7 separate regions of the Mus musculus genome follow, and regions 1, 2, 4, 5, 6 and 7 are each linked to region 3. A link is a contact called in public Hi-C, HiCAR-type and promoter capture Hi-C data. All regions are on one chromosome and are shown on one strand. The core of a region is the stretch at or near the end of the contact, and the rest is flanking DNA. Distances in the headings are between cores, read along the strand shown.

Evidence for each region. Promoter capture Hi-C pulls out the DNA fragments that hold promoters and counts their contacts. A called contact is a pair of places that touch in the nucleus more often than the background predicts. HiCAR-type assays count read pairs that join an accessible place to other places.
Region 1: a contact with region 3 is called in a promoter capture Hi-C map of pre-B cells, with 4 times the contacts expected there. The contact joins the promoter of Atp5h here to the promoter of Snhg16 in region 3. A contact is called at or near these places in 3 of 39 promoter capture datasets (hematopoietic stem and progenitor cells, liver and pre-B cells), 1 of 115 datasets of contacts at active chromatin or transcription factors (microglia) and 1 of 9 other capture datasets (adipose tissue).
Region 2: a contact with region 3 is called in a HiCAR-type map of astrocytes, with 4 times the contacts expected there. The contact joins the promoter of Usp36 here to the promoter of Snhg16 in region 3. A contact is called at or near these places in 1 of 39 promoter capture datasets (liver) and 1 of 115 datasets of contacts at active chromatin or transcription factors (astrocytes).
Region 4: a contact with region 3 is called in a promoter capture Hi-C map of liver, with 3 times the contacts expected there. The contact joins the promoter of Socs3 here to the promoter of Snhg16 in region 3. A contact is called at or near these places in 2 of 39 promoter capture datasets (liver and pre-B cells).
Region 5: a contact with region 3 is called in a promoter capture Hi-C map of liver, with 2.3 times the contacts expected there. The contact joins the promoter of Cyth1 here to the promoter of Snhg16 in region 3. A contact is called at or near these places in 5 of 39 promoter capture datasets (cranial neural crest, hematopoietic stem and progenitor cells, liver and 1 more) and 1 of 484 Hi-C or Micro-C datasets (B cells).
Region 6: a Hi-C map of B cells shows a contact between it and region 3, with 5 read pairs. The contact joins the promoter of Engase here to the promoter of Snhg16 in region 3. A contact is called at or near these places in 3 of 39 promoter capture datasets (liver and pre-B cells) and 1 of 484 Hi-C or Micro-C datasets (B cells).
Region 7: a contact with region 3 is called in a promoter capture Hi-C map of pre-B cells, with 2.1 times the contacts expected there. The contact joins the promoter of Fdxr here to the promoter of Snhg16 in region 3. A contact is called at or near these places in 1 of 39 promoter capture datasets (pre-B cells) and 1 of 484 Hi-C or Micro-C datasets (erythroblasts).

Annotation. Positions count from the first base shown.
Region 1 is chr11:115,417,821-115,421,793 of GRCm38.p6, reverse strand. It overlaps Atp5h (ATP synthase, H+ transporting, mitochondrial F0 complex, subunit D), which reads left to right and starts at 1,875. Exons shown (of 6, transcript NM_027862.1): 1 at 1,875-1,902; 2 at 3,278-3,408; 3 at 3,859-3,955. The coding sequence starts at 3,287. Kctd2 (potassium channel tetramerisation domain containing 2) reads right to left here and starts at 1,668. Exons shown (of 6, transcript NM_183285.3): 1 at 1,288-1,668. The coding sequence starts at 1,626.
Region 2 is chr11:118,288,603-118,292,142 of GRCm38.p6, reverse strand. It overlaps Usp36 (ubiquitin specific peptidase 36), which reads left to right and starts at 1,899. Exons shown (of 21, transcript NM_001033528.1): 1 at 1,899-2,186.
Region 3 is chr11:116,669,667-116,673,338 of GRCm38.p6, reverse strand. Snhg16 (small nucleolar RNA host gene 16) reads right to left here and starts at 1,679. Exons shown (of 5, transcript NR_027821.1): 1 at 1,583-1,679; 2 at 984-1,175; 3 at 601-675. Snord1c (small nucleolar RNA, C/D box 1C) reads right to left here and starts at 834; the gene lies at 757-834.
Region 4 is chr11:117,966,927-117,970,688 of GRCm38.p6, reverse strand. It overlaps Socs3 (suppressor of cytokine signaling 3), which reads left to right and starts at 1,323. Exons shown (of 2, transcript NM_007707.3): 1 at 1,323-1,814; 2 at 2,371-3,762. The coding sequence starts at 2,459. The coding sequence ends at 3,136.
Region 5 is chr11:118,246,511-118,250,444 of GRCm38.p6, reverse strand. It overlaps Cyth1 (cytohesin 1), which reads left to right and starts at 1,887. Exons shown (of 14, transcript NM_011180.4): 1 at 1,887-2,006. The coding sequence starts at 1,985.
Region 6 is chr11:118,474,732-118,478,220 of GRCm38.p6, reverse strand. Engase (endo-beta-N-acetylglucosaminidase) reads right to left here and starts at 1,389. Exons shown (of 14, transcript NM_172573.3): 1 at 1,117-1,389. The coding sequence starts at 1,235.
Region 7 is chr11:115,275,222-115,278,881 of GRCm38.p6, reverse strand. It overlaps Fdxr (ferredoxin reductase), which reads left to right and starts at 1,913. Exons shown (of 12, transcript NM_007997.1): 1 at 1,913-2,073; 2 at 2,700-2,803. The coding sequence starts at 1,995. It overlaps Fads6 (fatty acid desaturase domain family, member 6), which reads left to right. Exons shown (of 6, transcript NM_178035.5): 6 at 1-255.

The sequences.
Region 1 (3,973 bases), core at 626-3,125, 1.3 Mb after region 3:
AAGATCATTTCAGGTCAGATGTCTTAGACGCACAGTCACTCCCACTGCCCAGGCCTTTATTTACTGGGTAGACCCACATTCTGTTAACATTCTTCTGTAGGGTACCAGCTACAGGGAGGGGATGAAGGAAATCTCATAGCTGTGTTAAGCGTTCTGACTCCTTCACTGCCCCTGGACTACAGTCCTAATTCTGAGAAAACTTCCATTCTATTGGCAGTTCTCCTGAGCCCAAGGCCAACATCAGTGGGAGTCTGCACTGGCAGCTGCAATCTCACACACCCTATCTCTGTGCCCAGAGGAAGCTTGGTACTGCCAGGACTTGGCTCAGAGCAACTTTAATCCTACTCATCTTTACAGTAAAAGAAACAAGAAACTGGCTTGTGTTGGCCATAAGGAAGATTTAGGGTATATAAAAATAATTCCCTATAAACAGGAGTTCTGGAATCTCTTAAGGTTCCCATCAATTTGGTATCAGAGAACAGATGAAACTGATTAAGGGTTTATGCAAGTCTACTAACCATGGGAGTGCTTTATGGTATGGATGCGTTTGAGAGTCAAAGGTCAACCTGCAAAAGTTACAGTTCAAACTGGAAATGAATGACGTCTTGCCACTGCTCAACCCTGTGTTTGACGCTACACATTCTCTGGGTCCTAACCTATCAGCCCATCTTTCCAAGGAGTGCATTTACTTTCAAAAATGTACCGAAACGGTGACTGTTACGGCACAAAAGGTCTGGGACCAGGATTTTATCACCACCACAGGATGTATCACAAGCACTTCCTGCAGCCTTCAGTAGTGGACGCTATCATTAAACCCCGAGTTTAATACCACTTTACACAGGGATGGAACAGGACCTGAGTCCTCCGAAAGTGACCAAGATGTGGTCATTCACCCTGACCCAGTTCTGAATGCATTTGGCACCAGCAGCAGGGGGCCGCCCGGGAGCCAAAGAAAAACTCATGCAGATCTGAGAAGGGGTGGTCCCCAGGAGGGGCAGGGAATGTGACAGGAGCACGAAGGGGGCTCCCGTGGGTGCAGGTAGACAACTCCACGCAGGAGCAGCTGAGAAAAGAGCGGGGTGCGAAGGGAAACCGGAGTGTGCCTGAAGATGGGGCAGAACTGGGACGGGAGATCATTCTGAGGTGGCCAGTGCTAACTCGGGGGGAAGAGAGTGGACTCAAGTCCGGGTTTGCAGGACCCGCTGGAGGGAAACGCGTCCCAGAGATCGGAGCACCAGCCTGGAATGGGTCCCAACACCCGGGGGCGCGCCCGAGGGCGGGGCGCACCTTGTCGGAGTCCAGCTCCGGGTCCTCCTGGCAGCACAGGCGGCAGAGGAAGGACTTGGGCTCCCGGCCTAGGGTCTGTCTGGTGGTCACGAAGTAGGTACCGCCCACGTTGAGCCGGACCCAGCGGGCGGCCCCGCCGCCTCCCGTCCGCTCCGGAGGTCCGGGCCCGGGCTCCAGCGGCTGCGCGGCGGCGGCGGGCTGGCGGCCGTGTCCGCGGGGTGTCGGGCCCGCAGGGCGAGGGCTGGGGGGTCCGCGGCCCGAGCCGCCGCCGTCGCCCATCGCACTGCTGCCACCCCCTCCCAGCCCCGCCACTGCCGGGTCCAGCTGCAGCTCCGCCATCTTGGGCCGCCGCTGCCCGCGCGCCGCCGGGCCGGCCGACTCCTCGGCGGGGAGAGCCGGGCCGGCCCATCGGCGGGCGTGGGGCAGGGGGAAAAGGGACCCCGACGGCGCAGGCGCCGCGCCCGCCTTCCAGGACGGGACTCCATGCTCATTGGCTGAAGTGTGACATGAGACCCGCCTATTGCTCGTTCGGATTGGCCAAGGAGAGAACTTCCGGCAACTCTCTTCCGTTCCTTGCTTGCTGGAGAGAGAGCACTCCGCCGGGGGTCGGTGAAGGTGAGTGGGGTCTGAGGTGTTGGGTCGAATCTCCACGGACTCTTTTGTATTGTATTCCAGACCTCGCTTCCACACTTGTTCCAGCTCCACGGAGGACATCGGGCCTTCGAGCTGCCCCGCTAGCAGAGCGCCCGAGGTCACTGCTTTGCCCTGCTCGCTTTCCCGCGGGGCGAGCCTGGGGCCTGGCAGTGACTTAGCCAATCACCGTGAATTTAGATGTTGCCACAGACTTTTGTCTCACACTGTGTGGCGATCTCAGGAGTGGAGTTTAGGGGTCGGGAAAGCATCACAGAGTTAGGGTGGTAACTTTCAGAGAGGACAAGACACCTAGCAGACTTCAACTCTACGTCCTTCCCTTCGAATGGAGGATTCCTATTCCTCATGAGGTTTACCGATTGATCTAATTAACTATTGGTCATTCTCTATGCTTATGACCTGTGTATGAGAGCAGGCTGGCCAATTTGTCTGAGAAACAACCAGCGCTAGAGATGAATCAGATAACAAAAAGTCTGTAACTCCTGCTTTCTCCAGTGCACTTCGTTCTCTGGCATCCTTAGTTCACTTGACAACTGTCTTAGTCTCTGTCTCTGTCTCTTAGAGACGTAAGCTGTACTGAGGAAGGAAGGAAGGAAGGAAGGAAGGAAGGAAGGAAGGAAGGAAGGAGAGAGACCGGCATTTGACAACTTTGATCGATAGGAAGGTATCCCCCACTCAGAGCTTGTGTAGATGGTTTCCACTTTTCGGTTGGCTCTCTTCATAGTTATTTTCTGTATCTCGTCTTGTTTTGGTCTCAAGACCGCTTCAGTCACTTTCTTTTCACAGTATCATTTGTGTAAAAATGCCTCTGAAAGTGCACAGTATGTGTGCTGTGGACAGGATGACCTGGGCAGGACAGTTCGAGTGAATGGCCGGGGTTGTGGTGGAGAGTCAGTGGCCAAAACACAGTAGCTTAGTTAGCCTTTGGGCAGCTTATGACTTCCTTTAGAAGTGTCTGCAAAGAATAGAAATGAGTTGGGATAGAGGAAGGGCAGCCTGGTAGGAGAGAACATGTTTATATTCTGGGTTGTAGAGCTTTATTTTGATGTATTGAGACAAGCTCCCACATCTCTCATGTGACCTTGAACTTTGATTCTCTGCCTCTACCTCAGTGTTTCTGGTGCTGGAGAGGGAACCCAGGACTCTGTCCATGCCAGGCAAGCATTCTAGCAACTAGCTACATCCCTAGCCCTCTTTCCTGGTTTAAATCCGAATTCTTTCATCTGTTGCATATATATACCCATCAAATGCTTGAGCTGATCCGTCTCTTAACGACTTGTATTTCTCTGGAATGGTCTCCTTCAGGGGTTCTCTCCAAAGGCGCTGTTTTGTTTTCTAGTATCCCAAGATGGCTGGGCGTAAACTTGCTCTAAAAACCATTGATTGGGTATCTTTTGTGGAGGTCATGCCCCAAAACCAGAAGGCAATTGGAAATGCCCTGAAGTCCTGGAATGAGACCTTCCACGCCAGGTCAGTATGCTGTAAGAGGGAGCCCCCATCCTTGATGCTGAACCTGGAAGCAATGTTTTGACATTTATCACATCCACTTAGTATTTAGTAAGTATATGAGTTCGAATCTGCTGCTGTGTGTGCCATATCAAAAGGAAAACTTGTGGGGTTGGCTCTCTGCCTTCAACTATGTGATGAGTCTTGGGTATTGAATACAGGTCCTCAGGTTTAGCAACAAGCCCCTTTACCCACTTAGCCATCTTGCCAGCCCTAGCTAGGCATTTCTAATAGTTCGACAAGAGGAAAGAAACAATGTGTTCTGCAAATGAAAGCATTTTTGTGGTGGCCCTTCAGATAAAAGTGTGCTTGACACTCCAGTGTGTCAGGGATAGGAGGTTGCTGTGTAACTAGTGTCTTTTGCTCATTCCAGTCCGGGAATAACAATGCTGACTTCCTTTTCCATACGAGTAGGTTGGCTAGTCTGTCTGAGAAACCACCTGCGATTGACTGGGCTTACTACAGGGCCAATGTGGCCAAGCCTGGCTTGGTGGATGATTTTGAAAAGAAGGTGAGTCTTCAGATAATT
Region 2 (3,540 bases), core at 650-3,149, 1.6 Mb before region 3:
GAATCCTTACAATATCTTTGCTGAATGAATCTGCCATCTGCCCAAATGGTCAGAGTTAAGTTTTCCATCTCTATTTAAATTATTCAATATGTAATCTGGGATCTGGACCTAAAAGAGATTTACAAGTGTCAAGTATGCACAATGCACAAGCCTACCTTGTCTATGAGTTAATAAGACCTTCTTCTGTTTGAGGCTGGCTCTTCCCTGGGCATTGGCCACATCCAGTTGCATGTAAAAGTATGTTCTTTACAGATCTCGAAGTGTGCAGAGTGATTTCTCACTGAGAAGGGATTACATTTCTATAACACCACTGCACTAGGGGGTTGGGGGGCATCTGGGGATTGCATTTATTTATTTATTTATTTATTTATTTATTTTGAGACAGGGCTTCTCTGTGTATCCTTGGCTCTCTGGAACTCACTCTGTAGACCAGGCTGGCCTTGAATTTAGAGATCTGCCTGCCTCTGCCTCCTGAGTGGGATTAAAGGTGTGTGCCACTATCGCCCAGCCTGGGGACTAAATTTATTACCTGCCAACTGAGCTACTGACTCTGAATTTTATTTTATTTTTTTGTCCCCACAGATCAAGCCTCCAAGTAAGAGAAATTTGCAAAGTAACAGGCTAATTAGAACAACATCTGGATTAAAAACCTAGGTCTTATGCCAGGTGCCAGCTCCCACACAGGAAGCGTGCTAAAACAGTGAATTTCCCAGGAACTGTATCAGGCTCGGGACAGCAAAAGCAGTAATTCATTGTAGCCAGCCTAGAACAGTGGGTTTATAGAGCCAGCTCCAGCCAGACACAAAGAGTGGTCAGAGAACAAAGAAGTCGGTCTAAATAAAGAGGGAGGATTCTGGGACTGGAACTCAATAGTTAATAGCCCCTACTTCTCTTACAGAGTACCAGAGTTTGGTTCCCAGCCCTCACACTGGGAGCTCACAACTTAGAGCTGCCTGTAATTCCAGTTCTAAGAGAGGATGAGACACCAGTGGCCTCCACAGGCACCTACACTCAGATATTCTTCCCCTATACGTATGTAATTCAAAATCTTTTTAAAACTAAGAGAACTTTTTTTTTCTAATTTAGGTCATATGTGTCTGCCACATGTAGAGTTACATGAGATTTTGAACCACCACTGTATGGGTGCTGGGAAGTCCTTGGAAAGAACGACAAGCCATCTTAACCTCTGAGCCATCTTTCTAGCTCTAAAAGGGACATTGGTATAGGCTAACAGGATTTGGTCTTTGCCATTACTACCCCATCAGCCCCCACTCCCACCCCCTTTTTTAAAGACAAGGTTCTGCTACGTGGTCCAGAAGACATTCTCCAATGATCCTCCAGCCTTGGCCACTTAAGTTAAGCGGTGGAGTGGCTATAGCCAGCATCTCAAGGATCCCAGAGATGACGTTTAAGTTCTGATCATCCCCCACCCCCTCCACTCCTCAGAGTTGCAGAAACTGCTTTCTTGTGCCACAGCGCCTGTTTCATGCAGTGATGGATGGAACCCAGGGCCTCATTCCATGCCCGGCTTGCTAGGGTTTTTTTTGTTTTTTTGTTTTTTTTCAAAAGGACGCCTGCAGGTAAGAACTAACGAACGGTGAATCTTCAAAGCCTCGGTGGCTTGCACTGAACGTGAGCCCTGAGCTCCTCGCCGCAGCACACTGGGCCTGCGCACTGGCAATGTCAGGCACGCAAGCGGAAGTGACGCCACTCGCGTACACCGCGGGAACCACGCCAAGCCGCAGCAGGGTCTCTGGACTCCGGGACGCTTCCGGAGCTTTTAGCTCTACGCGCTTGCGTCATCGCGTAGACTGGCAGGCCTGCGGGGCGGAGGGGTGACGTGTGCGTCGCGAATAGCAGAGAAGGGAGGGTCCAGGGAGACAAGTCGCCGTTAGCTCCGCCTCTTAAGGCGAACGTGCCCTTCACGCGGACTCAGGGAGCACATTGCAGTGCGGCTCCTTTAAACGTCGTGGTGACACGTGTGTGAGGCTCTGGAGGCCCGGATGGTGCGCATGCTGGCCCGGCCCGGATCGGACGCTGGTGCTGCGCGGGCCTTCCGCGGGTTCCCGAGAGGCCTAGGAGGTCGAGGTCGGGCGCGGCGGAGCGCAGGAGCTTCCGCGGGGCTTGGGACGAGGAGGGTGCGCGTTCTACCCGCGGGTTTTGGGGACTCCAGCGAAGGCTGACAGGTGCGTGCGTGGCCGGCGAGGGCACCGGGGAACGCAGAAAGAACATCGGACGCAAGGGACAGGGATCGCCGGGAAGGACAGGGCGTGAGAGGGGCGTAGGGCAACACTGGAGAAGGTTGGGGTGCGAGGGACTTGGAGGAACAAGGGATGCCAGGGACTCCGAGGAAGGGACAGGTGATGTGAGGGGTGCCTGTAAACCCTAGCGTAGCCAGGGAATTGCATCAGTCTTCATCCCAGGGAGCTTCTGGAACGTGAGGTCGCTGGGATCGCGGTTGTTCTCTCAGAGCGGGTTTTCCTTTGAAGGTTCCCGGAGCTGGAAATCTTAGGGTGGAGGTATAGCTGTAGTCCATTTTATAGACTAGGGCAGGGTCAGATCCTTAACACGGATCCACACCGAAATGTAATAGCAGGATAGCATTCTAACCAAAATGCCCATTGCTTATGGTGTGTGATTGTGTGTGCGCGCGCGAGCCTGCCTGCGTCTGTGGCGTGACCCTTGGTGATGGAGATGGTGGAATAGCATCCTAAGACAGGGAGGCACCTTGGATGCCTGAGGATGCCAAAGAGCATGTAGTTCAACTGTTCCCTGACTTGGAATGCTCTGCGGTGGGATGCCTTGGAGGCCCCAGCTCTGTCTTCGCCAGCATGTAAGTGACCCTGAGAATCTGACTTGAGTATTTCTTGGAAAACAGCTTAAAGAGCTGAAGGAAATGCTTTGTTTAAATGACATCTGTCAGAAGGGAGGAGCCAGGCTTGAGTTCCGAATTAGATATGTAAATTGGGCGTGCAGAGTATCCTAGTCCTTGAGAGACCTGGGTCGAGGAAGCATCCCGGTTGGCCTGAGAGTCACACGTGCTGCGTGTGCATGTTAGAGGGTTTGCTGGGAACTACACGAACATTTTTCTCGCTCCTACATCACATAGCCGTATCTTCCAGGTAGAATGATAGACACTTTTTTCCTGCTATAGCTTCAAAAATGATCTTGGCTGAGTAGCCTGCCTTGGTCCTAAGGCCCTTGTGGCAAATGCCTTTGGGTTAGTGTTCCCATTTGCTCATCCCTGAACCATGTTGGGCCAGGACAAAGTTCTCACCTCCCCGTAGGGAGGCATGTGTGGTTTTGAAAATGATGTTTGTGTGGTGGGGATTTTCAGAAGCCAGGCCACCTCCCATCTGCATTCTGTTGGGGGTGGGGGCGTTGGTTAGATGGAGTTCTGAGGCATTCTGCAAGGCAACCTGGGAATGAAGAGGTGAACCAAGATTGGTCAGGCAGTTGTCTTAAGCCCTTGATGGTGGCATTGTGCTGATTGTACCATCCTTTGCATCTGTGTGTGTTTGAATGGACGGAAAACACTTA
Region 3 (3,672 bases), core at 430-2,929:
AAAAAAACCTATCTCAGGAGGTGCTTAAACATAGCCAGTGCTCTGGTCTTGCTGTGAGAATGGTCATCAAACCGTTTCTCCATGCCTGCTCAAACCTCGAGGACTCTTAATTCCACTCCATACCCGTCTCATCCACTGACCTGGGTGGAAATGTGTGTATTTTAACACTTTTTACGTGTTCTGAGAGATATCCAGGTTTGGAAGCCAGTGATTCTGTGTTACAGAAGACAAGGCTCTGTGCTACTCCCAGGTAGCAGGCCCAAATCTTTACTTAACCCAATTTCTAGGCCAAAAAACAGCTTGGTGGCTAAAGGGGAAACCAAACTCACTCAAGTCAACCAGACACATAGATGCAGTGGCACACGCATATACAAAAGAAACAGAACCCACTCACTGAACGTCAGTTTACTTAGCAGTTGAGTGAGGAACAATTTTGTATTCACCAATGTTAAATGCAGCTTGTGAGAGTGCTGAGTAAGGAGGACCACGCCCTCCTCTGGACAATCAATCCCCAACAACCTCTAACCCCACCCCCACCCCAAACCTAACAACCAACCCTTCCCAGCTACCACAACCCCTGCGACTCTATGAAGCTCTTACCAGGCGCAGGCATCCTGAAGGCCCTTGTGCACCACCACGCCTTTCCATGATGCTTCCTGGAGACAACACCTCCGTCTGAAGGAGTAATAAAGAGATCCCACTTCATTCTAACAGAAGCAACCTTACTGTGGTCATTCTCAAAACAGACCTCAAAACGTCGAGCCTCAGTAAACCATGACTCTTCACAAAAGTGTCATTTCAGACAGGGATAACTTAAATCATCCTCAGCTCAACCAGCAAGAGGCCCCCCAAACCCCCCAGTGCCAACCCAACTCATTTTTGGAAATCCGGTTCTGGCAACCACGTTGAGTTGCAGAACGACACTCTATAGCCCCAAATTACACCGGCACAGACCCTCTTCTGGACTTGTTTGGAACCCTTACCGACACGGGCTGCAGAGGGCTCAACGCGCATTCTTCTGGCTGAACTTGAGAACTATGTCTGAGGCAGATGCCCACCATCTACCTATGCCTTCTGACGGGTGGACCACACCGAGCCCGTTGGCTTTCAGGGATCCAGCCATTACTTCTGAGACGGAACCTGCATCTTGTCTCCCGAGTGCCAAAAGGCAATGCCTTCGGGGAAGGAGAAGTTATGCCGCGTTAGAGCTAACGGCTTTCAGTTTTCAATCCCGTTCATGACAATCTGTAGTTAGCAGGAGTCACTCGTGTTCACTTAAGGCCACCACCCTCAATGGAGACCCCAGGGAAGACAGAGCTGAGCACATGGCTGGCTTTGGGTCACAGAGAGAAGACCGCTCCCCGCCCCAAGAGAAGGGAGATCGAAGACCAAAAAGGGCTTCATCCCGTCCGCATCAAACGTCTCGCAGTCTGGGGAGCATTTCCTTAGACAGCATCTCAGACCTCCTAAGGCCCACAATAGCAAAGGAAAGGGCTGATCGTCGACACGTCACCTCCGGAGAGAGCAAGCGTGTCGACGGTATGTGTAGGAAAAACCTCATCTTCCCTTTTCCACAACTTACCATCACCCAAAGCTTAGGCCTTTCAGGGAGAACACCACAGACCCGCGCGGCCATAACTTCCAAACACGCGGCAGAGGACCTCGGAAAGGACGAGATCGCGCTTGCGCGCAGTCTTCCCGTTTTCCCTCCCCTCCGCAAGTCTCGCCGGAACTCTCGCGATGTCGAGAATGGTTTGATGGGAAATGTAGTTCTAAATCTACCGTTGCCAAGAATGGGTCGTCTCACCTCACATTGAGTGAAGAGAAAGGGGTAAGATGGTGGCAGCCACCAGGGGCAGCAGAGGGTTCGGGGTAAGGAGCTTGGACTGTGAACTTCGGCGGTCCCCCGCTAAGTCTGGGGAGGTGGAGAATGTTCGAGGGTTCAGGGACCGTTGAGGAAACTGAGGCTCGTTAATTGTGCTGCAGATTTTTATCTGGGGTGGAGAAATGTCACTTGGCTTAGTTCCTTAGTGAAGTCCAGGGAGAGTCCCAGGGAATGGGCAGAAGCTTTTAAGATGGGGGCGAGAGCGGGTTCCGGCGGCAGGGGGCACTCGAGAGCTGCAGGGGCGACCGTCAGTAGCAGCAGCAGCAGCCCCAGGTATTCGCCTGCCTGTGGCACTGTTCTCACAGGGAAGATACAATGAAATCGGCGCTGAGGACTAGCCGGTATAAGTTGGAGATAAAAACCATTTTAATAGAGGGGTTTAGTGTGAGGATTAGGAGAAAGAGAAGCGCTCAAGAAGAATGCATACCCAGGGTGGGAACTGGCTCAAGGAGAGTTGCAATTGATTGTGTTAGCCATGTATAATTCTAGTAGCTCGTGAGTTACATCTTAAAAGGTTGCTAGGAGACACCCCCTCCCCACTTTCTTGCTATCTTGGTAAGTGAAATAAGTGTGCTGGCCCCAGAGAAGCGTTGGATGGAACTGTAGGCACAAGTCGCTAGGGGTTGCATGGGGGTGGGGGTGGTGTAATTGGTGAGGGTCGCTGAAAAATTGTAGTTTAATATCTGGGAAGGGCAAAAGGGCCTTCAGCAGTTGGTAATTATGCCAGAATTCTTGTTTCTCTGTTGGCAAGAGACTTGACAGGATTCCTGAATGAGGGACCCTCTTCCTCTATCGTGGGCGTGTTTTCCATGTCTTTCGATCCTGCCTCGTTCGTTTAGAGTATCATTTTGCATGGGGCATCTTGACTTCATTTTTAAATAGGACAAAATGGCAAGGCAGGGCCAGAACTTATACCTATTTACAAGCTAGTTTAAATTTACAAGATCTAGAGCCTTTTATTCACAACCCTCGCCCGGTCCTCCAGTCCTCCTCAAATGGAACTCTGTAGCATTTAGCCTGTATCATCTTTTTAATGTGGAAATCTGTTACTCACTCTTAATGACCATATCCGTGTATATTTCTCTCCTTTAATTTAATTGTGAGTCCTTTTGGGGGGAGGGAACTCTCTTAATATTTTTTTTATTCCCTCATAGTGCTGGGCTTAGTGTTGGGCTGTGTCTTTCTCACAGAATGTCCCAAGGAGATAATCAATAATGTATTCAGCAAGAACACAGGCCCTTGAATTTTCTATCTTACCCTTGAAGACAGACTATTTTGTTGAGTTCTGACAGGAAGGATGCATTTTCTCTCGGCACATTAAGTTCTTTCATGTGAGACTTGCAGGGGGAATTCTCAAGAATTTGCCCAAAGCCGCTTGTGAAACTCGTGGGCACGTGACCTTCGGCAGACAAGATAATAATGGTAGTTAGCACATGACGAATTGGATTCGCTAGGTGGCTGCTCACTGTCTCAGGTTCTTTAACCCTCGCTATCTATGAAGCCCTGGGACTATCCCATCTGGCAGATGAGAAGACACGTGTCAAGAGGGGAGGGGAGGGGCTGGTTAAAGCCTCAGTGGTGCCTGACTTGGTTTGATCTCAGCCCGCAGAGTTTATGCTTTTATCATTCGGTTGCTAATGCGCTGAGCGAGTTGACCTACTACATAAGAGCTTTTCTTCCAGGGGGACAAGTAGGGCGGAGGAGGATTTGTGTCTTTAAAAATTGACGTGTGGGTATGAACATGTATGCAGGTGCACATGTATGAGAGTAGGTGGGTGCATGTAGAG
Region 4 (3,762 bases), core at 74-2,573, 1.3 Mb before region 3:
TAGTTCCTCAGCATCAGTGGAGCAGATTGGACACAGTGGGCCAGAAGGGAAGCAGGCAGCCCTCCCTCCTAGCCCAAGCTACTCTGTGTAGTCAGTTTGCCCTCCTACTGGTGTTACAAGAAGCCTGTGGTATCCAAGAGGGCAGGTCAGAAAGCCCACTGAGAGCAGACACTGTGTGTCACTTAGCTGGTTCTCAGGTGGCTGCCACTTCCTGCTGCCTGTTGCAAAACTCGACACTAGGCCTTTATAGATACTCACGTGACCAGGAGTAAACAACCTTTCACCTCAATCACCTGCTCTTATCAATACTCCCTCTCCACCCCACCATCGGGAAAGTTCAGACACCTTAAAACGTAGAGGCAAGAGAGGGTCCATTCTGACACCTCAGCGACTTTCAGGCAGTGGCTGAACCCGTTACAACGCTCTGTGGACAGTCCTCCTAGTCGACATTCCTTCTCAGGTTTGACCCTGTCCTGGGAAGTGAGGCTTCTCTCTCTGGGTTCCCCACTCCTGTTCTTGAATAAGGAGCCCCACAACCTCTTATTCTCTCTATACAGAGCCTGGGAAACAGCAAAACTCGGCTCGCCTACAAGACTCCAGCGCGCCCTCTGGTGGACTCGGGGGACGAGCATGGGATGAGGGTTTCTTTCCTCTAGCTCCCCCACCGCGCCGAGAGTACCTGGGCGGACCCACAGTTCGCCACGCAGGTTGGGAGGCCCAGATGAGTGATAAGGTAGTAGTTAGCTGCTCCTCCCACCCCACTCCCCAAAGGACATCAGCACCCACGTCTGTCACCGAAGAACCAGGCAATGGGCGGATGAGCTGAGGCCAGGTAGCTGCTTCTAAGTCAGTGTCTCCTCCACTTCTGGATCTCACAGCTTCATCTTTTGGACCTGTCTACAGGTAAATGTCGCGCATCCCCCTCCTCCACTTCCTAGGTCCCCAGTGGGCTGGTGGCTGAATGGTCCTACGTCCCTTTTGGTTGGCACGGGATGCTTGGAACTGTACATGAGGACCTCGGAGTGGCCTGGGTGCAGAGGGAGGGGAGCGTCCCCGCGGGGATCAAAAGAAAGGGAAGGGGTGCCAGGAGGGAGCCTCTCCCGGCTGGCCTCCTAGAACTGCCCGCGCGCTCCCATCGCGACGCCCCCGCCTCTGCCAGAAACCAGCCTTCTTAGAAGGGAGGGGGGGGAAAGTGTGAATGAGAAGTTGGGGGCGGAGCGCGCGGGGGAGGGGCCGCTGCCAGGAACGCTCGGCCAAGGCTGGCGCCGCGCCCGCCGGTCGGGCAGCCTCGCGCCGCGCTTTGTCTCCCTCTCGGTGAGTCTCGGCGGGTCCTGGAGGCCCCAGCTCCAAGCCCGCCCTCCGCGGCCCCTCCCTCGCCCTCCGCGCACAGCCTTTCAGTGCAGAGTAGTGACTAAACATTACAAGAAGACCGGCCGGGCAGTTCCAGGAATCGGGGGGCGGGGCGTACTGGCCGGGTAAATACCCGCGCGCGCGGCCTCCGAGGCGGCTCTAACTCTGACTCTACACTCGCCTGCTCTTACGACCGCTGTCTCTCCGGGCTCCCGGACGCCCCCTTCCCGGCCCAGCTCTCCGTCGAGGTCCCTCGCCCAGGTCCTTTGCCTGATTCGCCCAGGAGTGCGCCTCATCGGCCCGGGGAGCAGCGAAGCCAGAGGGGGCGCACGCACGGGGAGCCCCTTTGTAGACTTCACGGCTGCCAACATCTGGGCGCAGCGCGAGCCACTGCTGGCCGCCGCCTCGCCTCGGGGACCATAGGAGGCGCAGCCCCAAGGCCGGAGATTTCGCTTCGGGACTAGGTAGGAAGGAGGGGCGCGGTGTGGGGAAGGGTGGGGGCCTCGGTCCAGCTCGGGAGCTTTTCCCGGTTTCTCCTCCCCTTCCCGGGTCATTCCCGGTAGGGAGGGGACGAGGTAGGGGGCAGAGCGGATGAGAACCGAAGATCCCTGATTCCCGTCATACTCAGACTGGGGCCCTCGGGTTTCTCCTGTCCCCTCTCTCACATATCTCGGGTTTGGCACCCCCCTTTTTTCGCCCTCGCCACTGAGGACACCGGACTGAGAGGCGCCCTGAGCGTCCCTAGGGCTCTTGTGTCTCTCCCCATCCTGGCCGCGCTCCTGGAGACCCAACTTCCACGCGCGAGTTTTCTCTGGGCGTCCTCCTAGGGCGGGCAGGGGAAGAGACTGTCTGGGGTTGGCCGGCAGTGACCGAGGACAGTCGAGTTCCGCGAGGTGGCTGGGCCTGAGACACGGTCTAAAGCGGGGCAAAGGGGTGCCCCGGGCGCTAGGCGGAGGCTGGAGGGCCGGGCACGCTGGAGGGTTCCGGGCACTCACGCGCCTCACGCTTTGCTCTCTGCAGCTCCCCGGGATGCGGTAGCGGCCGCTGTGCGGAGGCCGCGAAGCAGCTGCAGCCACCGCCGCGCAGATCCACGCTGGCTCCGTGCGCCATGGTCACCCACAGCAAGTTTCCCGCCGCCGGGATGAGCCGCCCCCTGGACACCAGCCTGCGCCTCAAGACCTTCAGCTCCAAAAGCGAGTACCAGCTGGTGGTGAACGCCGTGCGCAAGCTGCAGGAGAGCGGATTCTACTGGAGCGCCGTGACCGGCGGCGAGGCGAACCTGCTGCTCAGCGCCGAGCCCGCGGGCACCTTTCTTATCCGCGACAGCTCGGACCAGCGCCACTTCTTCACGTTGAGCGTCAAGACCCAGTCGGGGACCAAGAACCTACGCATCCAGTGTGAGGGGGGCAGCTTTTCGCTGCAGAGTGACCCCCGAAGCACGCAGCCAGTTCCCCGCTTCGACTGTGTACTCAAGCTGGTGCACCACTACATGCCGCCTCCAGGGACCCCCTCCTTTTCTTTGCCACCCACGGAACCCTCGTCCGAAGTTCCGGAGCAGCCACCTGCCCAGGCACTCCCCGGGAGTACCCCCAAGAGAGCTTACTACATCTATTCTGGGGGCGAGAAGATTCCGCTGGTACTGAGCCGACCTCTCTCCTCCAACGTGGCCACCCTCCAGCATCTTTGTCGGAAGACTGTCAACGGCCACCTGGACTCCTATGAGAAAGTGACCCAGCTGCCTGGACCCATTCGGGAGTTCCTGGATCAGTATGATGCTCCACTTTAAGGAGCAAAAGGGTCAGAGGGGGGCCTGGGTCGGTCGGTCGCCTCTCCTCCGAGGCACATGGCACAAGCACAAAAATCCAGCCCCAACGGTCGGTAGCTCCCAGTGAGCCAGGGGCAGATTGGCTTCTTCCTCAGGCCCTCCACTCCCGCAGAGTAGAGCTGGCAGGACCTGGAATTCGTCTGAGGGGAGGGGGAGCTGCCACCTGCTTTCCCCCCTCCCCCAGCTCCAGCTTCTTTCAAGTGGAGCCAGCCGGCCTGGCCTGGTGGGACAATACCTTTGACAAGCGGACTCTCCCCTCCCCTTCCTCCACACCCCCTCTGCTTCCCAAGGGAGGTGGGGACACCTCCAAGTGTTGAACTTAGAACTGCAAGGGGAATCTTCAAACTTTCCCGCTGGAACTTGTTTGCGCTTTGATTTGGTTTGATCAAGAGCAGGCACCTGGGGGAAGGATGGAAGAGAAAAGGGTGTGTGAAGGGTTTTTATGCTGGCCAAAGAAATAACCACTCCCACTGCCCAACCTAGGTGAGGAGTGGTGGCTCCTGGCTCTGGGGAGAGTGGCAAGGGGTGACCTGAAGAGAGCTATACTGGTGCCAGGCTCCTCTCCATGGGGCAGCTAATGAAACCTC
Region 5 (3,934 bases), core at 638-3,137, 1.6 Mb before region 3:
TGCCTCTTGTGTGCTGAACTTAAAGGTGTGTGCCACCCCCCCCCAACCTACCCCTATTCCCACCCCCAGCAAGATGCATAAATTCCTTAATATAATGTTTTTGGCTGCTTCTGCTTCTGCTTCTTCTTCTTCTTCTTCTTCTTCTTCTTCTTCTTCTTCTTCTTCTTCTTCTTCTTCTTCTCTTTCTCCTCCTCCTCCTCCTCCTTCTTCTCCTCCTCTTCCTCTTCCTCCTTCTCCTCTTTCTCCTCCTCCTCCTCCTTCTTCTCCTCCTCCTCTTCCTCCTTCTCCTCTTTCTCCTCCTCCTCCTCTTCCTCCTCCTCATCCATTTCCTCCTCCCCCCACACACAAAATGTTAACATCTTTAAAGAAAAAATAAGTCCCACTTTCTCCACCTCCCCTTTCATTTCTGTCAATTTTCCTCATATATCTTTCTCAGAAAATATGCATATACCCACTGCAGCATGTCTGCCACAGGACACAGGTATAAGGTGGCACACTGGGGAATTTAAATTTATTTAAGTTGTACAGAGATTTTGAGCAATTACAGACTAAGGCTGTTGGCCATGGGGGAGAAAGGATTGCTGCAGCCCATCCAGCGAAGAGAAGGACCCACAAGGAAAGACCTGACTCTCCTTCCTCCCCATGTGGTTGGCCTGGCCCCTTCATGCCCTGCAGAAGCCCAGAGATTCCCACAACCCTCTACAGGCAGTGATTTGCAGAGAGAGGGAGCTGTGGGGGTAGAAGGCTGGTTCTGGGGCTGCATGGGGGATTTCAAGTCTTTGTTTCAATCAGGAAGACCCGTCCCAAAACTTCCCAGTGTCTCTTTTGCTGTATTTGTAGGTTTTTGTTTTGTTTTGTTTTGTTTTGTTTTTGAGGTGGAGTTTCACTATATTGTCCTCCTGCCTCAGTTTCCTGGGACGCTAGACTAACAACAGGTATGCCACAGGCAAGCACCACTACCCCAGGCCTTTCTGGGGTAAGAAGGGTTTGTGCATGCTGTGGTGGAGGACATCCTGGACAGGGACCTACCACCCAGAGATGCCCCAGCCCATATAAGACCCTCTGAGTCTGGGAATTAGTTTTCTCCTTTCCCCTGGTCTCTGGGATGCAATCTAGGGTCTCTCACATTGCTAGGCAAGTGCTCTGTCATTGAGCTGCAATGCACTCCCTGCTGGTCACTTGGCTAGAGTTCACAGGACAGGGTGTTCCCTAAGGGCCTTTTCAGATCATTGGTTGGTGCTTCCACTGATTAATTCTGCAGAGACCTCCTACCGCATAAATGCTCTCACCTCCACAGAAGCAGCCCCTGGCCACAACTGCAAAGGGGGATCAACCGGTCCTCCCGAAGAAAGCAGCAGAGCCTGTAAATTGAGGCTACTAATTTGGAAGTTATGTCCTCCTGTGCAACTTGGCGCCGGTAGGAAGTATAAGTAACGAACACAGATGAGTTTAGGTAATTTCCTCCTCGACGTGTTGGTGTCCGAGGCGGATACAGCTAGGGCCACCTTACCCTTCGGGTTATACCCGTGACCTTGAGTATGTTTAACCAGCCGAGTGGCTGGACGCTGGCCCTGGCTAGTAAACCACGCCCGCGGCCTACGCACGCTTGTGAAACTTGAAACCCGAAACTGCCCTGCCCCGAGGAGAGGGGGCGGTACCTAAGGAGAGAGGGCGTGACTTGGGGGCGGAGTCATAGATAGGCAGAGCCTAGGTGCCGCGCTTGCGTAAACGCAAACTAAAGAGGTCCTCAAGGGGACGGGGCCTAGAGGGCGTTCACGCACGCGCGTTTTGGCTGTGGGCGGGACCTTGTGCCGGGGGCGGTGCCTCGGGCGGCGCGTGCGCAGGCGCGTGCTGGGCAGTGCGGGCGCGGTGCGGGGGGCGGGGCTCCGCGGCTCGGAGCTGGCCTGTGGCGAGCTGGTGTCTGGCAGGACGCGGGCTGCGGGAGGTCAGTGGCGGTCGCGGGCCGGAGCCGGTCGCCAGCACCATGGAGGACGATGACAGCTATGGTGAGTGGGGCCGGTCCGCTGCCCCTTCGTGAGCTTCCGCCTGCGCCGGTGTCCCTGGGACGGGACGCGGAGCGCCGGGTGGCGGCAGTGCGAGGGCCCGGGGGTGACTGCCCAGACGCTCGAGGGCCTGAGGGTCGCCGGGGCTGAGGGTCGCCTGGACCTTTGGGTCGCCGTGAACTGAGAGTCACCCGGGCCTGAGGGTCGCTGGGAACTGAGTGTCACTCGAGCCTGAGGGTTGCCGGGGCTGTGGGTCACCCAGGCCTGGAGGGTCACGGCAGGGGTCGCCCGAACCTGAGGGCGCCGACGGAGACGGGTGTAAAACCGGGAATTGCTTTCGGGCTCCAGGACCGAGGTTACTCGGGCCTGGGGGTCGCTGGGGCTGAGGTTTGCGAGTCTAGGGGCCCCGGAAGGGGAGTCGCCGGGGTTAGAGGGTCTCCGCGGCGGGGGTTAACCGGAGCGCTGAGGGTCATGAGGATGCTGAGGAGCCCCGGGGTGCCGAGGGGAGTCAGGGCCAGGTGACCGGGGTCGTAGTCTTTAAGACGAGTCGCCTGCTGCTTGTCACCGGGGTGGCAGACGCCGCGAGCGGCCGCGGGACTAACACGCCCGGCCGGCCTGTGTTCCCTAGTAGTTTCCGGCTCTCAGGGGTGTTAGAAGTTATGTGCCCCATCCAGCTCTTTGTTCTGAGATGAACACAAGTGGCCTGACCGGGGCCTCTGAGCCGGGGACGTCGGTCAGGTTCGTGCTACCGTCGCATTGTGAATTAGCTCCTGGTCCCCTGGTCTGTCAGTCAGGGCCTGACCACACCGGGCAAGGGGATCAAGTTTGAGCTGTTGCCTGAAGGTAGCCGGGTAATGACACCAGTCCACATCCTCCACCAGGGCAGAAGCGATTTAGACTCTCCTGGCTAACCTTGCTGCTTGTTGGCGAACAGCCAGGGCTCTGGTCCCTCCGAGGGTGTGCAGTCTCTGGAGTTGTAGAAGGTTATTTGAAATGCTTTACGTGGTTGTTAGCATTGTTTCCAGGAGGAATGGAAGAAGGAATGGCAGGTAGGGCGAGTGGTGACCTTTTACTGGTTTGGCAGGGAAGTATGGCTCAGGAACTTAACAAGCTTATACGGCTTAGTGGAGCCAAACTCCGGTGTGTTGCCTCACAGGTAACTTTGCCTCCTCACACTCTGGTGAGGAATATTAAAGTACCAAGAGGGAAGAGTGTTAGGGCTTTGCAGGGGAGCCCTTAGAGAACCCTGACCCGGTGAAGCCATGAGGATTATGGCTAACAACTCCCAGAGCTTCAGATGTGTGAACACTGACTGTTTCCTTGAATGTTAGAGGTCTGTGCCTTCCTGTTCAGTGGAAGAAGCCGGCTTTTGCTACCTTCCAGGTAAACATGGTGTGTGCCTTCCTTTGTGATAGAAAAGCAGTCACCTGCAGGCAGGCCCCGAGGGATTGCTCGGCCCCCTTGGACCCTCAGGGTTTTTTTCTTCGGTTGGAAACCTTCACTGGCTTTCCCCACTGCTCTTTTCTCTCCCCCTTGTCCTTTGTTGTCCCCTGGGTGCCAGGGTTCTGCCAAGCTTTGTTCTTACCCTCCCCTGGTTATTGCCCGCTGGGTGAGGCAAGAGCTGCTGTTCTGGTTGGTTTAATAGTGACTTCTTTGACTCAGGCATGACTTGTACTAGGGAAGGAAAAATGGAAGGCTTTGGTTCCTGTTACTGCCAGGAATAGAGGGACTCAAACCCAAATTTACTCTGTAGATCTGGAGGTGAGAGTCCAAATTAGGTCACACTGGGCTGATACCAAGATTTTGTTAGGGTAGTGTTCCTGCCAGAGACTGGAGGGAAAAGTCGGCCTCCTTTCCTTTCCTAGCTCCAGAGGATGCTTCGCTTCCCTTGGAATCCATCCTTAAAGCCAGTGGATAGCATCTCTCCACTT
Region 6 (3,489 bases), core at 140-2,639, 1.8 Mb before region 3:
CCATTTAGGTACACAGTTATCCAAGCTGGCATCCTTAAAAGCCCCCAGGGCCTGAGGCCATCAGGAATGACTTGAGCTCCCTCCTCAGGTTCTGCCATCAATCACACTGTCCCTCTGTAAGTAAACTGAGGAGCCTTTGGAACTGCGGGGATGGCCAGACAGTAGCAGGCTAAAATGGAGACGTCATCTTTTTCTTGTGGTGCTAGGGGCTCAAACCCAGAACTTCCTACATCCTAGGCAAGTGCTCTGCCATGAATCTCTCTCAAGACCTTCCATTTTAATTTTTGCGATGTGGCCTCACTACACCAGGTTGGGGCCTCAAACTTGTGATCCTCTTGCCTCACCCCATCAAGGAGTTGGAATTAAAGGCCTGTGTCATCAGGCCATGCAAAACACCCGCCTTTGAAATCTCACCACCAAATACTCCTCTTCCAGATGGCGCCCCCCTGGCTGACTCCTTTATCCTTCAGCTGCACCCAAAGGAACTCAAAGTCATCCCGTCTGCCCATGCCCACCTGTCACCTGAATGTCCCTCCAGTAAGAAGGAAAAGGACCTCTTAGGATGGCTTCTACCCACAAATACCTTTCCCGTCGGTCAGCAACCATCCTAAAGTCTGAATAGCCCATCTGTCTCACTGCTGTGGGTTTAAAAACGAAGCAGGACACATCAAGTTTGTGCTGATACCTTTCCCAGTGTCCCACCGACCACGGGGTTACAACCCTGGACCAGGGGGGTATGTCTGTCCACTTCTTTGCCTTTGTGCCTTTGCTCATTCTGATCCACCTAGTACAGTCCTCGTCCCTAAAGATTCAGTTCAAATATTACACGAACAGAAAGCCATCCATGTTCGGGATTGCCTAATCTATAGGGCCAAAGGAAGGTGCAGTAGCCTTGGCGCCAGACTGCCAGAACGAGATCCCGATGGGCTGGGACAGGGTCCGTCATAGGTTAGGAACAAGGGAGCTGCTAACTTGCTCGGGTGGCCCGTCTGCGACCGGGGATAGAAGGATGGAGGGACGTAGGTTTGTCCGCAAGCGACAGACAGTGTCGCGCTGCACGACAGGCAGCATGGCCACCCCAAGCCCAGACCTGGAGCTCAGCCCAGCCGTGCGCACCTCCGCCCCTGCCTCCGCCGCCCCGGCCTCCGCTCCGTCTGGTCCCGCGCCTGCTTCTCCGGGGCCGCGGGGCTCCGCTGCCTTGCAGCTCCCCGGGTCAGCACCGACGAGGTCTCCATGACTGTCAGCGACTGCCGACCGCTAAGCCCTCCAGACACTGCTCCAACAGCCAATCGCAAGCCTGGGCCTGCCCCTGCCGCAGCTCTCAGCCAATGGTGAGTGTGCAGCGCCGCGGTTGGCTCGCACCGAGTTCCGGCTAGGATCTGTCCACGTTCTGCAAGCGGCGGGTGTAGAGCCTGAGTTAAATAACCGGAGAGACGGGGCGGGACCTGATGGGCGGGGTCTAGGAGAAAGGCGGGGCTGCGTGGATCCTGAGCCCAAGGTTCTGAGACCCAAAAAAGTGTTATTTAGAGTTAGCCACGAAGTTTTCTTTCCAGACGAATGAAACAATCTGCCAGCGACAACCAAGTCGGTACACGTTAGCAATGAGCCCTGGAACTGGGCCACAGAGACTGGTGGCCTAGCTTCCCTGGGTCCCTGGCTCCTTGGATCCCTGGATTCCTGGATGGGATCTAATATTACAGGCACCTGTAATATTCTGCTTTTTTTAAGAAATTAAAATATAATTACATGTTTCCCTTCCCTTTCCTCCCTCCAATAGTTCCTGTGTACCTCATCCAATCTCTCTCAAATTCATGATTTTTACTTCTTTAATGTTTGTCATCTACGTGTGTGTATATATAAACACAACCTGTTCGGTCCCTTTAATGTTACTTGTATGCAAATGTTTTCAGGGCTGACCGTTTGGAATTGGATAACCAACACAGGCTGACGATTGTCTTTTCTTACTAATGAACAAAAGAAAGAGGTGTTATAACCAGCTTGAGGCAGGGCTCCATGGGATGCTATAGCCAGGTACGATGGGAAACCTAGGAGTAAAGGCAGGTGGAGAGATGGGGGCAGTGCTGCTGACCTGGAGGGACTGTTTCCATCTGTCCTGTAGGGTGGTCAGCATGGTGAGCATGGATAGTTTTCCCCTGAATGCATTCTTCTTACTCTTAAGCCTGTGTTCTGCAGGAAATAAATCCTCTCAAGTATTCAGGGTCCAGGAAGCTGCATCTGCCAGAGGGCACCTCCCACAGTACCTGGGCACAGAAGAGATTCACAGTAACCTTGATGGTCCTGTGTTCAGAGCGGTGAGCAGAAATGCCAGAAGACGAGGAAATGGCTTCTCCTCCCTGAGCCCAATACCCCTCTGCAGCTTGCAGCTTCTGGCCCCACAGCAGCTTGCCCAAGCCAAGTTCTCTGGGCCTCTTTATTACTGTTTACAGGCTTTGAGCTTTATGAGGCCCCAAGCATCCATAAACGCCAAGGGTGGGGATGGTGACTAAGGTGGTTGAATATAGGCCCTGGTTACATTGCCTGTTGGCCAGTCGGCCAGGGAAGGGACGCTGGGGAGCAGGACACTCTGATCTGTGGGACACAGTTGGCAGGACACCTCTTCCCACTGACCCAGGGTGGGGAGGGAAGCTCTGTGTGGGGCTGCGACAGAGAGAAGGTAGCAGGTCACAAGCCCAAACACAGTCATCTACTATAACGCCTTGTGGAGCAAACACAACTATCTTGAAAGCTGTGTAGATCGTCCCTCCACCTCCCAACTCCCTGCCTCTGTACTCTAGGTGCCCCCCCTCCAAGACCTGTGCATCTAGGACAGGGTCATGAGTGGAAAAGAAGAACTGGTTGAATTCTCAGTTTAGGGTCTGATGACCTGACCCCCAACTCCCCACTCCTTCTACAAGGGCATGATGATAGGCCAGTCTTGTGAAAGTATCGTGAGCGGGGGATCAATTTAGATGACGATAGTTGTGTCATGCCCAGAGGACAGCATCCCATAACACAGCCTAACACTGTCTCGCCCTTTCCCTCTCAGTCCCCATAATGCTCCAAAGACCAGAAGAAGGAGAAGCATGGAAACTGAGGGCCAGTGTGGAAGGCCAAGAGTCTGTTGCTCTGAGCGAGCACTGCACTTCTCTTGCCTTGCTTCCTGCTGGCTGCCGGGCGCGGGAGAGGCTCTGATGCTTGGAATTGTGGCTGCCACCTGAGCCTGTGAGAGTGTACAGGATGGTAGGACAGAAGCAGCCTCCTGGATCTTCCATAGAGTAGACACAGCTTCAACCTGGACCACTTCACGCAGGCTCTCCCGGGAGCAAAGGTGCTTAACTGAGCCCAGCACATCCTGTCTGTGATAGTGACTGGATCTAAGATGATGTATGAACAACAGTTTCTGGAAAGAAGCTGCATTTTATAAGCTGGTTAACCGGTTAGAACTTCCTTGATTATTGAGAGTTTGGAATGTTGCAGACCTAGGGTCTA
Region 7 (3,660 bases), core at 664-3,163, 1.4 Mb after region 3:
CAAGGCTGGCCTGGTCTATAGAGTGAGTTCCAGGACTGCCAGGGTTACACAGAGAAACACTGTCTTGAAAAACAAAACAAACAAACAAAGTGGGGAGTGATTAGTTGAGCAGAGGATTCTGGGATACTGAGTTTTGGTTCTCAGTCTGGTTGTAGGTCACATTATTACACCTACAGTCTCATAACCCATCAACTATGGTGGGAATGAATGCACTTCTCTGTATGTCAAACTTCAACTAAAAATAACCTTCATTTTTGTTGTTGTTCTTTTGTCTTCTCTCTGTAGACCAGGCTGGCTTCGAACTCACAGTTCTGCCCTCCTCTGCCTCCCCAGTGCCACCGCAGCATGGCTAAAAACATTCTTAAAATAGTGTAAAAAATATGAAATACAAAACAGGGGAAACTTCTGGATTATTAAGCTCCTACACAAGGCTCCAGCAGACCAGCCTGAAAGTTGAAATGGACTGACTCAGCATGAAGTTCACCAAGCTGTCACCTAGCCGTTCATCTGGCCCAAGAATTCCAGATTACAGTCAGGTCAGTCAAGCCAGTTTCCATTGGTATGACCACGTTCCTACTGCCATTTCCCTCTCACAAAACAAGTGGCATACTGTTTTGTGAGATCAGGTGCCACTCTGTATACAGCCCAGGCTAGCTTTGTACCTGAATTATGGAATAGAAGATTCAGCTAGGGGCGGGGCGGGGCGGGGCGAGGCAGGGGGCAGTTAAAACGTAGAGCAATTTTGTAAGTCCCTGGGTTCAATCTTCAACAAGAATAAACAAGAATCAGATGTTGTGAGGATGACAGGTTAGTCTTCCAAGAAGGAGAAGGACTCTCAGAGAAGCACTGGGCTTGTCTGGTTAGAGGTGACAATGGGTCCTGCCCTTATTTTAATTATATTTTTTGTGGTGTAATCGAAACCAGGATCATGTGCACATTAAGCATTCACCCTTCTTCAGGTCCTGTTCTTGTGTAGAAAACATGTGTGGGTCGGCTGGAGGGTAAAGTTGCTTGCCCTCAGCCTTAAATGAGTCTGAAACCCAGGAATTCACGTAGAGGAGGGAACCAACTCCTATAAGCTGTCCTCTGACTACCACACACCACGCGAACGCTGTGGCAAGTGTACACCGGCCCCCATAAATAATGTAATAAAATATATAAATGTTAGAAAAAACTTTTAAAAGATATTGATTTTAGGCTTTGCATCAATTTTCTTTTAAAACATGGAATATGAATGATTTACCTTGACTACTGAGCTTTTGGGTGCCCCCTAAGGTACGGTCTCACCCTGATCCCTGTACTGTCGGACCAGGGTCGAAGGTCGGGCTCTGGTCTCAGTGCCAGAGGGGGAACTTCTTCGCGTGTTTCCTCCCCCATCGTGGGAAGAGGGTGACTAGAAATAAGCTCTTGAGAGTTTAACACTTGTCCTTCTCTGACACGCACAAGTAGCTGTTTGAGGCTACATCAGTTCAACATCCAGACTTAAAAATCGAGGAGTCAAGAATAGCGGATACACGAGACTTCCGGGCTCTGGCCTTCTGATTGGCTGATACAAAAATCACTCAAACAACGACAACGGGGCATTGCGTCATCAGCGAGCGGCAAGCTTTACATAAAGTAAGCTCCTTTCCAATTGGCTCCCTTCTTCAAGAGCAACTGAAACAGCATAGGGGATTCGCGTTTCTTCAAATCTAGACTTCCGGCATCTGGAGGTACTAGGAAGACCGGAGAAATTTGATAAGCTTTTGAGGATTGGACGTTCTGGGGGCGGGGCCTTGGCGAGATGGGGGCATGGTTCTCTTTGGGGGCGTGGTTATTTCGGAAATCTTGGTGAAGTCTCCAAGTTGATGTTTCTAAGCAAGCGGGAGGCGAGGCTTGGGGCGGGGCTCCAGTGATGGGCGGGTCCAGAGGAGCGTCCTCGGCGGGCTGCTGGACCTGCGCTCAGCACTAGAGTCATTGCTAGCTCTTCCGCTTGCTGGTTGCACTTCTCAGCCATGGCTCCTCGCTGCTGGCACTGGTGGCGCTGGTCCGCGTGGTCTGGGCTTCGGCCGTCTCCCTCCAGGAGCACTCCGAGTAGGAGCAGGGCTCTTGGGGGCTGCACCAGGGCGAGGGGAGGCCTGTGATCAAGAGCGGGGGTCCGAGCAGAGCTGAGGCGGGGCTGGAGAGGGGCAAAGCTGAACGTGTCTGCTCTTGCGGGAGAAATGGGAGTGATGGAGAGGGGAGGATCTGTGCAAAGAGATGTAAGGCGTCCTGGGTAAGACAGCTCAGTAAAGGCTAAAAGGATAGACCATGAGGTCTTTATGTGTGATACGAGGTGAACGGAGGTGACAGGCAAATTCGAGGTGAGGAGATGAGCAATAGAGTTCTGTGGGGGAAAGAAGGGCTAGAAAAAAGCAAAATAGAAACGTGATGGGCATATGAAGACATGAGATCACATAAGGAACCTCTCAAGAAAGATAGTGCTGTGCAGGACAGCTTGGGGGATAAGGGGGTCTGGGGCAGATTATTTGTTATTGTTCATGGGTGAGACATGGGGTTCTGGATAAAGACAGCTCTGGCATTCAGATGAAATGGTGAAGCTTTGAGGAACGGAAAAAGGAAGATGCAGGTGAGGGTGAAGGCAAGGTGCAACTGGACAGAATTGGTTTGGGGTGGTAGGAGGGTGTTGGTTTGACCCTGCTGTCCCCTGCTCTACCTAGCCCCAGGCTTCTGCCAGAAGTTCTCCACACAGGAGAAGACCCCTCAGATCTGTGTGGTCGGCAGTGGCCCAGCTGGCTTCTACACAGCCCAACACTTGTTAAAGGTAAGCGAGGCACTCCTTCCAGGCTCCCTTCTTACCATTCATTTCTTGTCCCAATTCTGGGGGTAGGCTCCAGCCCTTTGGTTTGTCTGACAAGGAAGGGGCTTTTGACTAATGTAAGCTGTGTTCTTTCTAACTGATTCCACAGGTATAGCTGAGGCGCCCTAGGTCCTCAGCTGTGAGAGACATGCATTTGTTCCATGGATGGTGGTTGGGGACAGATGGGCAGCTGTCTTCTGCTTTGTAGGGAAGTCTTTTTCAGTCTAATGGGATGGCTTTCGCCTCCCCTTATCTTTACGCTTCTTTATCTCCAGCATTTTATATTTCAAGGCAATCTTGTCTGCAGCTTTGCGCCCTCCCCACGACCATTCTCTTCCACAAAGGCCAAGGTCTCAAAGCTTTCAGTATTAGTCTTGCCAGACAGGGCCTCAAGGTTGCCAGATGTACTGGAAACTCTGTCTCAGACCTTAAAGCAAAAGAGGAAGGGGGCGGGGTACTGCAGAGAAGGCTCCGTGGTTAGGAGTGTTTATGGTCTCACAGAGGACCAAAAGATGGGAGTTGGGTTCCCAGCACCCACACAGTGGCTCACAACTCAGCTCCAGGGAACCCAATGTCCTCTTCTGGCCTCTGCTTGGCCCTTCATTCTTGCACACACACAACATACATAACTAAAAGTGATAAAATAAGTAATTTTAAAAAGTAAGGAATACTGAGCTTGACTGAGACAAGACAGTGTCTGAACTTTAGAGGGGCTTGTAATACCAACGGGACAGAAGAAAAAACGATGATTATATTGATATCACATACAAATGTTTGAAAGGCAGAGTGACCCAGTGGCCTGGTTTACCTGGAGCTGACAC